Regions from separate parts of the Ovis aries genome. Here region 1 is linked to region 2. The links are chromatin contacts, called in public Hi-C maps. All regions are on one chromosome and are shown on one strand. Each heading gives the region's core, a stretch centred on a gene start, on an enhancer-like site or on the middle of the called end of the contact. The rest is flanking DNA. Distances are from core to core; before and after follow the strand shown. Region 1 overlaps LURAP1L (leucine rich adaptor protein 1 like). Region 2 holds the start of LURAP1L (leucine rich adaptor protein 1 like).

Region 1 (6,867 bases), core at 366-2,865, 45 kb after region 2:
CTATGATATTACTGACTTATAGCAAAACTCAAGGGAGGAGCATTCTTGACAGATGGTTCAGCTTATGGCAATCATTCAGGCCTTGGACAAATAAGACTTGTACATCCACTCTGCGTTAAGCACTCTTAGAGGTCTTGGGCACAGTGGTGAACAGGACAGACCAAGACCCCTGCCCTCTGTGATGGCTTACATGCTCATATGGGAGACAGAAAATAAAAAGTAAACAAGTAATAAGTAGGATGATTTCCATTAGTCATAAGTATTATGAAGGGAATATAAAAATATAGAAATGCTGTATACAACTAAGCATAAGAATTAGATACTATGATTGATCAGGAAGGGGCTCTCCAAGGAAGGGTCACTTAGACTCAGACCATGAGGAAGTCCTCCCAACAACCACTGTCCTCAGAGAAACGTCCTGGGATCTTGTAAGACCTCAAGTGAGAAAACCACACAGGTTTCTGCCCACTGGGCAAGACTGCTGTCTTCTGAATGGATGGGCAGACTTCCTAAGGACTGGTGTGCATGACAGTGAGGGAAGGCAGGGCAGCTGCTGGAGACAGCAGCCACATGGTGATTTAGTCCTGGTGGTGGATCGTTCCTGCTTCGAAGGTTCATCAGGAGGAGCATAACTGCACCTTAATTCCAGGAGAAAGCACTATTAGGTGGAGTGCCAGGTGACAGGCAGACAGCCATGGGAACCGAATGGCTCAGGGCTCCCACGGTGGGAAGCTGTTTACTCTCTCCCCAGGAGGACACAGGGTTAGATGCAGTTAAGTGGGTAATCATTATCAGCCGGACCAACACGTTCTTAGTGACTTGCTTTCGTCATATTTTCCCCTACAGTGGTTCAATGGCCTGTGAATGTTTGCTTTCAGAAGAAAAGAATTTTTTTATTTAAATAAATCATTTCATGGTCAAAGGAAGCTTTTGTTACTTCAGAGTGTACTCCCCTCTCATTCATATTGCTCAACAAAAGTGAACACTTCTTATGTGATGTAGCCACTGTGTAGCTCAGACAAAAACTGCTGGAAAAAAGTGTAAGTATGTTTTAGCCCTCCAGTGACACAGTTGCTGGGAATGTGCATCATTGTCTTAAGGGCTGAACTTTCTCAGACCCTAAAATTGCGACTATTTCCCCTCCGCAAAATCAATCCATCCTTAAAACAGACCATAAGAGACGGACAAAACGTAAGACATGGCTTTTTTAAGGAACTGCAAGCTTAGCTGAAGAAACAGCTGAAAGACACAATAATAGGTAGCAACATAAGTGTACACAATTAAGGTAGATTGTCAGATACAAACTATACAGTAGAGGGTAAACAGGCCAGCAGAAGAGATACTTCACGGAAGAATTAGGACTTCAAGAATGGGGAGGATTTGGAAGGGAAAACAGTCAAGTATTTCAAGTGAAGGGAGTAACAGGGAATATGTCCAGATCTGGGCATGCGCAGGAACATTCTGACAGGACAGGGTGGGAATGTGAACAAATGCAGCTGTGATTCATTTGGGGAGCTATTGGGAAATGGTCACACTTCCATTGCACTGTGCCTACAATGGGCACAGCATGTTTTATCGGCTACAGATGCTTAACTGAACAATTTTGTAGGACTTTGACTTCTATTGATTTTCCTGGCTCCTCTGTGGACGTAAGCAAATTGTTGATGATTTGTAAATATTTGTTGTATTACTTGTAATTTGAACAGTATTTTGATGACTCATAGGGTGTGGGGGTAAATTCAAATATAAAAAATTGCCACAAAACCTCCTTCCCCCACACAACCTTAAAGCAAGGTCACTGAGACAACACCACAAATAGAAAACCATCTCAAGACTTACTAAGCTCTGTTCATGAATGGCTCAGAGAAAATTGATTTTCCTTGCTGACTGCCTAAGAATTTTTGGTACACTTCTTAGAGAAGATAAGGCAGTCTCCTAAGTCACTTTATTTAATATCCTAGATAGATTAACAGGTTTTAAATTATACTTCATACTTCATACATACATACGTGAGCATTTGTATACATATGTAGTACACATGTAGTTTACCTGCAATCTTAAATCTCTGAAGTCATCCTAGAAATTTCATCTCTCCTAATGGCTATCTGTCACATTCACTCAATCCAAAGTTCCCTTTCAGAGATGGATTGTTTCCTAGAAATACATTTACAATATAAATGCATATATAAGCTTCTTTCTCTCTTCTGACTTGAGTCACTCACAACTGAGTGCCTTGGATAATTCTAGAAACGCGCAAATCTGAATTCTCCTGTGTGTTCAAGAGAGAATAAGCAAGGTCCAGTCTCCTGGGTTAAAAGACCTCAGGTGAAAAAACCTGGAATTTCATTTAAACCCTGATGAATGTGACTAGGACCTCTGGTGGCTAAATCTGTCCTTGCCTCACAGTCCAGTCCACCGGAATCTCTGCAGGAGCCTTATCTCTTCAATTCCAACCAGAACAAGGGCTATCTTGTAGCGTCTCTCCCCCTACTTCCTTCAGAAACACCCTTCATGTTAACAGATATTCCTGTTGAACTGAAGGGCCTACAGAGAAATTCTGCTTTGTAACTAAGAAGACAGATTTCTCTGAAGTAATTTAAAACCATTAGAAAGACTACATACCTAGAAGTCATTTAAGGGAACTGTCCCAGTCTCATATCCCAGTTTTGATTGGAGCTGCTCTTGACACATCTGAAGGAAATAATGAAATCTACAGAAAATACTTGTACACTTCATCGTGTAAAGTAGATCAGCCTCATTTATCAGCCTCTTGGATTCAGGAAATATTGAAACAATTTGGTTCCTGTTAAACATGAAAGCATTACTCAGCACTACATATTTGTCAGTATAGTCATAAAAGGTGCAGACATTTTCTGTACTCTTAATTTTTTATTTTCAGATTTCAGTTTCTTCATCTATAAAAGAGGGATAAAAATAATAATACATAAGGCACAGGGTTATCATTGAGTTGACCGAATGTTCGCTTGGGTTTTTCCATAACATCAAAAAACCTGAACAAACTTTTTGGCCAACCCAATATAATGCGTGTTGAGCTTTTATAAATGGTGTTTGTGACATAATCTCTCAAAAATAGGAGCTGCTACAATGATGATGATGATTCCTTAATTTCTACAGATTCCTATCCCCCCTTCTCTCAATATCCGTACACATACTCTCAATTAACAAGGATAAACTATTAAATCTGAGCTTCCCTGGTGGCTCAGTGGTAAAGAATTCTGCCTGCCAATGCAGGAGACACAGGTTCAATCCCTGGGTTAGGAAGATCCCCTGGAGAAGGAAATGGCAACCCACTCTAGTATTGTTGCCTGGGAAATCACATGCATAGAGGACTACGGTCCATGGGGTCACGAAAGAGTCAGACACAGCTAAGCAACTAAAACAACAACAAACAATCTGGGCATAGACAGAACAAGTCTCTGGACAGAATCTGTCATTCAATAGGATATTTCCAGGTAGCTTGGTGAGGGTCAGAGATGCAGTGAGAGTTTATAGTCCCTTTCAGAGCCTGTTAGGGCTGGAAGGAGGTGAGTTCTTTGAGTATGACTCCTACCCTTTGTAAGCAGTTTTCAAAAAGATCCTGTGCTCAAGTAACTTTGTATTTTATTCTCTGAATGTAAAATGATGGACTGCAGGAGGCAGAATTTAAATGACTCTGGGGTCTTTCAAGAACACAGAATAACTGGCAGGTCTCTCCCCTCTCCCTGCCCTCCACAGGTTAACCTCAGAGCCACAGACGGGAAGCTCATGCGCCAGTTGCTCTTCATCAACGAGAGCATCGAGTCCATCAAGTGGATGATTGAAGAGAAAGCCACCATCACCAGCCGAGGCAGCAGTCTGAGTGGCAGCCTGTGCAGCTTACTGGAGAGCCAGAGCACCTCCTTACATGGCAGCTGCACCAGCCTCCACGATGGCAGTGACGGGCTAGACGGCATCTCCGTTGGGAGCTACCTGGACACTTTGGCAGATGATGTCCCAGGCCACCACACCCCCTCAGACTTGGACCAGTTCAGTGACAGTTCAGTCATAGGGGACTCACATGCACTGTACAAGCGTCCCAAATTGGATTCTGAATACTACTGCTTTGGCTAATGCCCCAGTTTTATGCATGGGATTGGTGTGCAATTAACTTGTATTTATCCTCCTTCTCCGCTGCTATATTTTTGGTGTGAATTTTTTTTTTTTTAAGTACGACAACCTTTTAAAAGGAAGCTTATTTTGAATGGCTTGATGGTATTTCTATTGCTCCTAGTATTTCTCATCCGGACTGATTTCTCTTTCTCTCTTAAGTCTATTTATTACGATGATTTTTCTCCCTTCTTTCACAGTGGCACAAATAAAGTAGGGGGAAAAGAATAAGCAATAATTATATCTTTGCTTTTGTTTTCAGAGCAAGGGGTCAGGGATTACAAGATAAACTTCGCTAAATTTTACAATAAACCAAAGTCTGATAATAGTTGATTTTGTTGTCTGTATTCTTAAATGATTCAAAGGTTTGTTTTCCAGAAGACACTGAGGTTTGTTACTGTTTTTATATTAGGTTGGACAACATGCTTGGGACTAAGTTAGGCATTATTTTGAGGCCACAAGTTCCTAGTGTGAAATCAATAATACCGTCAACCACACACTTCTCATGAGAACCATTAGGAAGCCCCAACTCTATGGAATCTATTCGGTTCAACTTTGTGTTCATACTGTAGATGATCATTTTGTCACCAGTGATTCTAACTCAAGCTGTAGACAAATTTGTGTAATTAAATATATGATTCTCCCAAATTTCAAAGAATAACTGAAATTAAGTAAGAAGGTGATTAGAGGTTAAGGTATCCTAGATTTATTGTATTCTAAGATTTTGTTGATGTTTACTATAAGCATTTTACAATTATAGGATATATAAAAACATAGATTTATACAATGGATGGATGATGGATGAATGAAGTCAGAAGTAGTATCACTATTTACTTACAAAACCTAATAGATCCTTTCATTCTGAGAAGAATAAATAATTTCTTTGTTTTCTGGAATGACATCTGAAATATCATTCATGTAGTGAAAATTTCAATGTGATATTAATCTTCTATATTTCTTTTACCTCGATGATTCCTCATGAGTAAATATAATTGAGATTTCAAACTGTTCTCTGTAATGATATATGTTTCTGCACTAAACACTTCACAGTGTGAACCAAAAACTCTACTTGTAACTGAAAAATGGCCATACTCCAGAAATAATTTCCCCCAAATTTGCTTTGTTATTATACATATTACACACAGTCAAATTTATTATTTCCAAGTTATATATTATTCAATTTCCAATTAAGATCTACAGGGTCTATATTTCACACAGGTCCTTTTTTCATAAATTGTAGATAAAATCCTCATCAACAACAATCTCAAGATGTCAGGATTGTCTCCCTTCTGTGTTTGAGGAAAATGAAACACAAAGAAGGTAGGTAACTGGGTCAAATCTCCCAGTAAGTGTCAAAATTGGGATTTAAACTTAAACCTGTCTAATTCTAACAATAAAACTTGGTACTTAGGGAAGTTAAATAATAAAGCGGAGATGAGAAAGCAAACTTAACCCATGACAAAAAGTGACCTATCATTTTTCTTCTAAATTAGTAGGACCTACATGCTCAAATCCTGAGGTTTTTGAGTCCATTCCTGACATCACATGTCCACAGTCAGTGTTGTTTTTATAGGTGAAGCAAGGAGTTGGCCACGTGCCAGCTATCCCCCATTTTTTTACCCCTTTCTACTTGCTTTCATTTTAAACTTTGAGTAAAGGCTGGTGGGTTGGCTATTTTGTTTGGTTTTAATGTGGAATTAAACTAAGCAGCTTTTAGCACAGATTGTTTTTTTTTTACCAGATTAAAATCCAAGAACATGCATTATGATCTAGCCGGTAGAACTAAGACTAATGAATTTCAAACAGAGAGCAATGATGTTTGCAACTATACATCTACAGCACTGCAAGAACATGTTCAACAAGAGGGAAACGAGGAGATGGCAAAACTGTAAGAGGCATCAAGGCTAAATTCTAACCTCTTCAAAACCTGAGATTTGTCTAGAATAAGCCAGGCACAGGAAAGATGAGTTCTGTCCTCGGATCACTGTTTCACGTTGTAAATTCAATCTGACCAATTTCTTTCACATGCCCCTTTTCCAGTTGTGTTCCCCTGCTACCTGTCCATCCCAGGCCCTCTATAAATTTCATCTCTATAGAAAGGAAATGAAAAAGCCTGAATACAATATGAATGAAATGTGCAGAACTGTTTTCATTTATGCATCTTATTTTAAGGGATCTATAAGGAACACTGGCAGAAAACTTGAAAATGTTTTGGCTATATAAGTTTCACGATTTTATGTACTTTACTGTAGTTCCTATTTTTCGTAGAAGATACCAAATATACAGTCTATGATTTAGACATATGGAGTCACATATAAGCCAACAATGTTTTGATAGTTGATTTTACTAAGAAGAGGGGAATATGAAGCTAAACACTAATTATTGGCATATTCATTGGTCTCAAGAGAATGGATGCATTTTCAAATAAATAATTCCCATAACCAATGTATGAGCTGGAATACTTGATACTTTATCTCTGTCAGCACCATGAAGAAATGAGGTAAAAAGTTAAAGTGCCTTCAAACTATTCTGCCTGCACTGAGTTGTGTTCTCCCAGAAAAATGGAATTTTCCTCAGTTACAGTAGCCTCTACATTTTATGGATTTGTCTGTCTTATACTGGTAAGTATACTGGTGGTATACTGTCTTCTACTGGTAAGGAATTTAGGCAATTTAAAGCTAGTACATATTTGGAGTTCTGCAAATAAAGAAACTCAAGATA
Region 2 (6,381 bases), core at 514-3,013:
AGTAAAAAAGACCCTTATTTTTGAACATTTTAGATAAGGAATGTCCTCAGATCAAACCAAATAAAGCAGTAGTGACAGCGTTCATACAATCTATTAGTAGCCTACTAAGACTACTGTGATTCTAACACGTTTTGAAAATGATCATTTTGTCATTCAAAACATCTCTATTTTAAACTAAAATGTCATAAAGCATTAATGAGAAATTTTAAAGGTATAACATAATTAAACTTTTCCTAAAAAGTTTATGTTTGTTTTATATTGCACTGGCACAAAGTATTAAATTACATATAGATCATATTTTTACTTCTGGAGATGCTTTCTCTGCAGAAATCTAAAACAGAAGAAAACCATTTTCTATTTTTTAATTACCTTTAGTATCAAACACACGTTTTATTGTCTTTGACTCACAGCAAAGAGGTGTTCCTCTTTTGTACAATTACATCGATAATAATTTAAAGATAAACTATTTTTATGGACCAAGTTCAAGTTAGATACTGTGTTTGTATGCTACTTTTCTCAACCAGTCCTATGCTGAACTTCGTAAGGGCTTTATGACAAAAAATATTAAAAAAGAAAAAAAAACCTCTTTGTTATAATTGCTACCCAATGATCTTGTGGTTTTCCAAATATAGGACAAAGCATGAAGTTTTATCAGTGAGGTGAGATTTAGTTTTTTCCCCCTTTGATTGAGTCACTTAATTTACAGCTTTTTATTTCATCTCTTTCTAAGAGAAGAAATAACCTATAATTTCTGACATGCTGACAAGAGAACTTTAGCAACTTTCTCCTCGATATGAAATATTTTACTGAGAAGGCCTATTTTCTATCCTTAGGCTTCTTGGATATGGCTCTGCTAAAAACATACTCTGAGATGTAGCTGCCCATGCTCTCATAAGTGTAAAACCTGAGTGATATTTCTGGGAAAGACCAAGAACACAAGTACTTATTTGTCCCAGAAAGAGAGGGATCCCTATTTTGAAAAATCCTAATGTAATCCCAAATAGTAGTTTAGTAGACTGAAAAACAGTACCCTCTGCTTGAAGATTCTTAACACAAATTCAATGTTAAATCAAAACCATAATCCACAGAGTTCATAATAACTTATTTGGTAGAAGTATCTCAGATCCATAGACGGCATGCTTTGGGTTTCTTTTAAATAGCTGGAAAAAAAAAAAAAAGATAAATTACCAAAGACAACTTTTTACCAGTTAGATTCAATATTCTTCCTCCATAATTAAGGTAAAAGTATACCAGCAACTTTCCCCTTTTAAAATCTACCACTCAGTAATCATATAGATTATTCTGGCTATTTAATTTTTCACATTTGCTTGTGCTGCCATAGTGTAACGTTTGATAAGACGATTAACTTTGGTTGTACACTCTCAATGAACTTTTGGTGGAATTATTACACCTTACATTAGTACAAAATTATTAGGAAAGGCTTCTCTGAAGCAAAATTTTTGCCATATAGGAAGATGAGGGATGGGGAATGATACTATAGTTAAAGACATTTTTCTGCCCCCAATATTTGTTACCAGTTCTAGACGTTGTAGTTACCCGGCAATTTTGAAAAACTGAACCTTTAAGTCTAATCAAAGTGTAGGTGCTTTCAACTAAGACAGGACTTTGAAACTACAGGGAGCAGCAGGGGTGGGAAATTTTCTGTTGCTCTTCTTGCCTATGCTTTACGGTACAAGGGTTGGCCCTGGTTTGGTCCACCTGCCAGCAGAGTTTAAAGTTTCCGAGGCTTGGAGGAACACAATGACTTGGATCTAACAGCGTAAATGGGGAGATGGGAATTTCTGCAGCATTGAGGAAGCCGTTAAACTGTTAAGCAAACTTTTTTTTTTTTTTAATGTGTCTGGGCACACGACAGACCTCTTCTCTCATGGACCAGAAATTATTTCTGATAATCCAGAATATACCAAAGCTTGAAGACATATGGCTGGGAAATGAAACAACCCTGGAGTGTGGCCACATCATTATTTTGTGTCGCAGGGTACCAGATGGGCAGTCGGTGAATGGCGCTGGGATGTGAATGGACAGTTTTATAACGTGAATTTTTCCCCCAATAGAGCTGAAACAGACATTTCCCTCTCTTGTCTTTTGGTCTCTAGCACTCGGAATTTCCCCCTCTCTGCAATATCAATTAACTCAACTTTGCAGTGGGGTGGCCAAAAAGGAAGAGGATGAAGAGGGCTTTATAATCTCGTAAGTGCTGGGCGAGTCACAGCGCCCCGGGAACTGCGGCTGCGACCCGCCGCGTCCTGTGCGGATTTCAGGACTTAAACCGCGCGCAGGCGGCTATGGAGTGGACAGTGCATTTGAACCACGGAGGATAGACACCCGGGCTCGGAAGGGGTGTGCCGATCTCCAGGCAGCCTTGGAGGCCGCTGCTGACTCTCATCGGTGGTATTTTATTACCATTTTTATCGTTCTTGAAAAGTCATGGAAGACGGCCCGCTGCCCGACCTCAGAGACATCGAGCTGAAGCTGGGACGCAAAGTGCCCGAGAGCCTAGTGCGCTCGCTCCGTGGGGAGGAGCCGGTTCCCCCGGAGAGGGACAGAGACCCCAGAGGGGGGAGCGGGGGCGGCGGCAGCGGTTGCAGCAGCAGCAGCAGCTGCTGCAGTTTCCCTCTCTCCTTGTCGTCCTCCTCTTCATCCTCCCCAACCTCTGGCTCCCCACGACCCAGCCACTCCAGTAGCACCCTGGAGAGGCTGGAAACCAAGCTTCACCTCCTCAGGCAAGAGATGGTGAGTGTGGTGCGCCGGCTGTGGGAGTGGGAACCCGGGCAGCAAGACCCGGGAGGTGGAGCAGGGGAGAGAGGGCGACTGGGGCGGCCGAGCAGAGGGCTGAGTGCGTGGGAAACACTGGTGAGAGGGGCGCGCAGCGGGCGCACATATGGATGTAGCTGCAGGAAGCTTGTTTACGGGAGACTTTGCTGAGCCGCAGTTCGCTAAGACCGGAAAGCCTGCCCTGCTCTGTGTACTTTCTGAAGCCAACTCGCTGCTACCGGCTCTGACCATTCAGCTGCCGGTCCACAGCCTCCCAGGCGTAAACCCGCCCGAGGGTCTGCAGTTACTGCAGGCATCAGGGGCCTTCTGTCTGCCGTTTACACTTTCGTTTCCAAACGTGGGTCGGTCCGTCGTGCTTACTGCAAAAACACTTCCTGGTTTGCCGAAAGGTGGCGCGGCGGGGTCCCTGCAGCCCTTCTTCCTGGCTCACTCCTCTTACACCACTGCTGCTCCCGCCCTTTGGTGCAACCCCCAAGCCACTGTGGAGCTGATTCCCCAATGCTGGTTCTGAAAACAATGGCTCAGTCGTCCTCGATGTCCTCATGAATAGCTTGTTTCACGGTTGATCCGAAAGAGCAGGTGATCCCCAGGCCCAGGGATTTGCTAATAACCACTTCCTACCCTTCCCCCTCAGTCCTCAATCTGCAATTGTTTTCTGTGCTGTTTGCAAACGTTAGCCTAAGAATAGGACAATGGGGCTAACAAGGGTCCTAGAATACTTGTTATTCCGGATGTACTTAGAGAGAGACACTTTATTTACTTGCCGTGAACTCGGGCAAATTACTTAACCTCTCTGGACCTCGGTTTATTTTTCACAATGAACTGGTTGGAGGAAGTGATTCCTTCCCAAATCCTTTTAAGATGACCACACCACAAAACCGCATTTCCCACCAGCTTGGAAATGAGGAAAGTAACAACAGGAGCCTCAGCCACTTCTACATACATCCTATCTATAGGGGCTTTGCATGGAAAAGAAGTAACCGGTAGTGTTACCCTAGCTCCTCTCTTTTTGCAGTTGGAACTCTGGGAGGGAATAAATTCCACAGCATAAAGTAATCTTGGCAAACATATTTGTACAAAAAGCCATTCTTCAGAGATCATGTCCTACATTCAGAATTTTTACCACACTATCAACAAAAGGGCTCCAAAAACCTCTCTTAAGATCTCTTAAGCTGGTCTACTTAAGAACTTTACTTTTTATGCCTCAAGTATTCATTTTCTTCCCAACTGGAATGCACCAGATGTTGAAAGCAAACATGTAGAGATTCATACATACATAGTTCTATGTATGCATGGCAAAGATATCATTACTCTATTCACTCTTACGATATTTCACTAAATATATACACACACCACAGGTTGTACATATTACTCAATAATTATTCAGTAAGCACATTTACTATATCTGGTAATTAACCAGGTGTTCAAAATACACAACATAAAAGTTCAAGGAGCCTATTTGCTTCTCCTGTTGCTGCTAAGTCACTTCAGTTGTGTCTGACTGTGCAGACCCCATAGACAGCAGCCCACCGGGCTCCCCCGTCCCTGGGATTCTCCAGGCAAGAACACTGGAGTGGGTTGCCATTTAGGGCTCTCAAATCTCTTGTACTCACCATTTATTATTTATATTAATTGTGTATCAAGCCAAGTGTACTGAAGAATTTTGTAAGATTTTTAGAAAATTGTCATTTTTCAATGAAAGGTATTTTCTAGCCTTGTTTATTTTTCTCCATGAAAATGTCATAGAAATCTGTTTTCCCAAGTCAGATCTTGCTATATATGATGATTATGTTATATAAATAAATACATTAAAAAATAACAAACAGAAACAGCAACAGCAGGAGCAGATTATTAAGCTGACTATACTTTCTACGTGAAGCATAGTTATCTATGCATCTGGGAGGATTTATGCCAGAGCAGATGTTTTTGTCTTCAACTTTGTCCTCTAATAAAGGTCTCCACTGAGCAAATGATAACACTAACACTGGCCATGGGAGTTTAGAGAGAAGGAATCAAAAACAGGTATATTCCCCTGCCAATGAGATAATTTCCCCCCATTTTATGTAACTCTTGTGGGTGCTAAAACCTTCAGCTTCAGCATAATTGCAAAGCAACATATTTGTTTTTATGTAGACTTGGCACTTTTGTTATAAATGTGGAACAGATGTAGTTGTACAGTTCTTTCTGTCTCCTAGCATCCTCCTGAAGAGAAGTTGGGGTGAGTCCTCTGTGAATTGTATGTTCTTTTCTGCCCTCTCCTGTGAGCACTGAGTCAGCCTGTTTGGACTTATGCCTGACCCACATTTTACGCTCATTACTTTGTGTTCACAGATTTTTCTTCTGGATGATCTGGAATTATCAGGCTTGGGTCTTGCCCTCAGAACTCCTTCCTATGAAACACCTTAGCCTTGTACAAGACTTTCTGGACACTTGCAGGAATTAAGACTTCCTTCTTTTCCTCTTAAAATGTATGTGCTAACCATTGACAAAAGGCACCATAGACTTTTCTAAGATAGAATCTCAACACTTTAAGTTCTTTACACACACCTGGTTTTCCCATTGTCTCTCTCTCATCTCCTTTTATGGTTTTGTGAATCATTACCTTAACTCTTATCTGTAAATATTACAATCAAAGCTCTTAGAGGTCTGTGAGACTCAGGTGTAAAGGAAGGAAGATGAAAGAGATTGAAGTGGGGAGGAGCTGTTTCTGTGGCCAAACTTCTTAACCTTGAAACTCTTGTTAGCAACATGAATAGCATATGTTCACGTGGGAAGGAAGAGTGGGAGGAAAATATTGGAAAAGGAAATTTTCAGGCATATATTTGATTGCTGCTGTTTTTGTTTTAGTTGCTAAGTCATGTCTGACTCATCTGTGACCCCATACACTGTAGCCCACCAGGTTCCCCTGTCCATGGGATCGCCCAGGCAAGAATACCAGAGCGGGTTGCCATTTCCTTCTCCAGAGGATCTTCCTGATGCAGGGATGGAACCCATGTCTCTTGCATTGGCAAGTGGATTCTTTACCACCTAGCCACCAGGGAAGCCCATATATTTGATACAGTAGGGCAATTCAGAGTAACCATCAGGATATTTTTGAGAGGGAGCACATTTTCCCAATGGGTAAAATATTTTTCAATTTAGAGATAAGGAAATTTGACAATACAATAAGCAAATGCAGGGATATGTATAGGAAATTTATAACAAAGTTGGAAATAGATGTCTGATGTCTTGTGCAAAGTCTGCCCAGTAATATTTGTTCACTGCTCTTCAGTTCACAGAGTGTTTTACCATCTGCCATATTATTTGAGTCTCAGGTCATAACTGAGAAAGAAGTATCTTCACATTTTGGGAATGAGATCATTGTGGCTTAGAGGTGGTTGAGGAAACAGGCCAGGGTCACACAGCTAGTTAGTAAACGGAATCACAATTTGAACGCATATCATCTGACTCCATGTACTATGCTTTTCCCCCATTCTAGTCTGCATCCCAATAAATTCTCTTCAAAATGCAGAATAATTTTTATAAATCTGTGATAACTCACAACCCCTACCTACAGTACTTAAAGGACCAACAAAAAGGAGTCAT

The links. A called contact is a pair of places that touch in the nucleus more often than the background predicts.
Region 1: a contact with region 2 is called in a Hi-C map of liver, with 4 times the contacts expected there. The contact joins the enhancer-like site here to the promoter of LURAP1L in region 2. A contact is called at or near these places in 5 of 16 Hi-C or Micro-C datasets (liver, mixed tissues, skin fibroblasts and 1 more).

What each region holds. Positions count from the first base shown.
Region 1 is chr2:81,310,801-81,317,667 of ARS-UI_Ramb_v3.0, forward strand. LURAP1L (leucine rich adaptor protein 1 like) reads left to right here. Exons shown (of 2, transcript XM_027964558.3): 2 at 3,736-4,474. The coding sequence ends at 4,110. Among named protein-coding and RNA genes, the nearest start is that of LURAP1L, 47 kb to the left of the region's middle. Within about 2 kb of position 1,616, at least 10 of the 54 cell types and tissues checked have an H3K27ac peak or open chromatin away from gene starts, as enhancers often do. A contact at or near this core is called in liver, where this site is marked.
Region 2 is chr2:81,265,412-81,271,792 of ARS-UI_Ramb_v3.0, forward strand. It overlaps LURAP1L (leucine rich adaptor protein 1 like), which reads left to right and starts at 1,764. Exons shown (of 2, transcript XM_027964558.3): 1 at 1,764-2,754. The coding sequence starts at 2,449.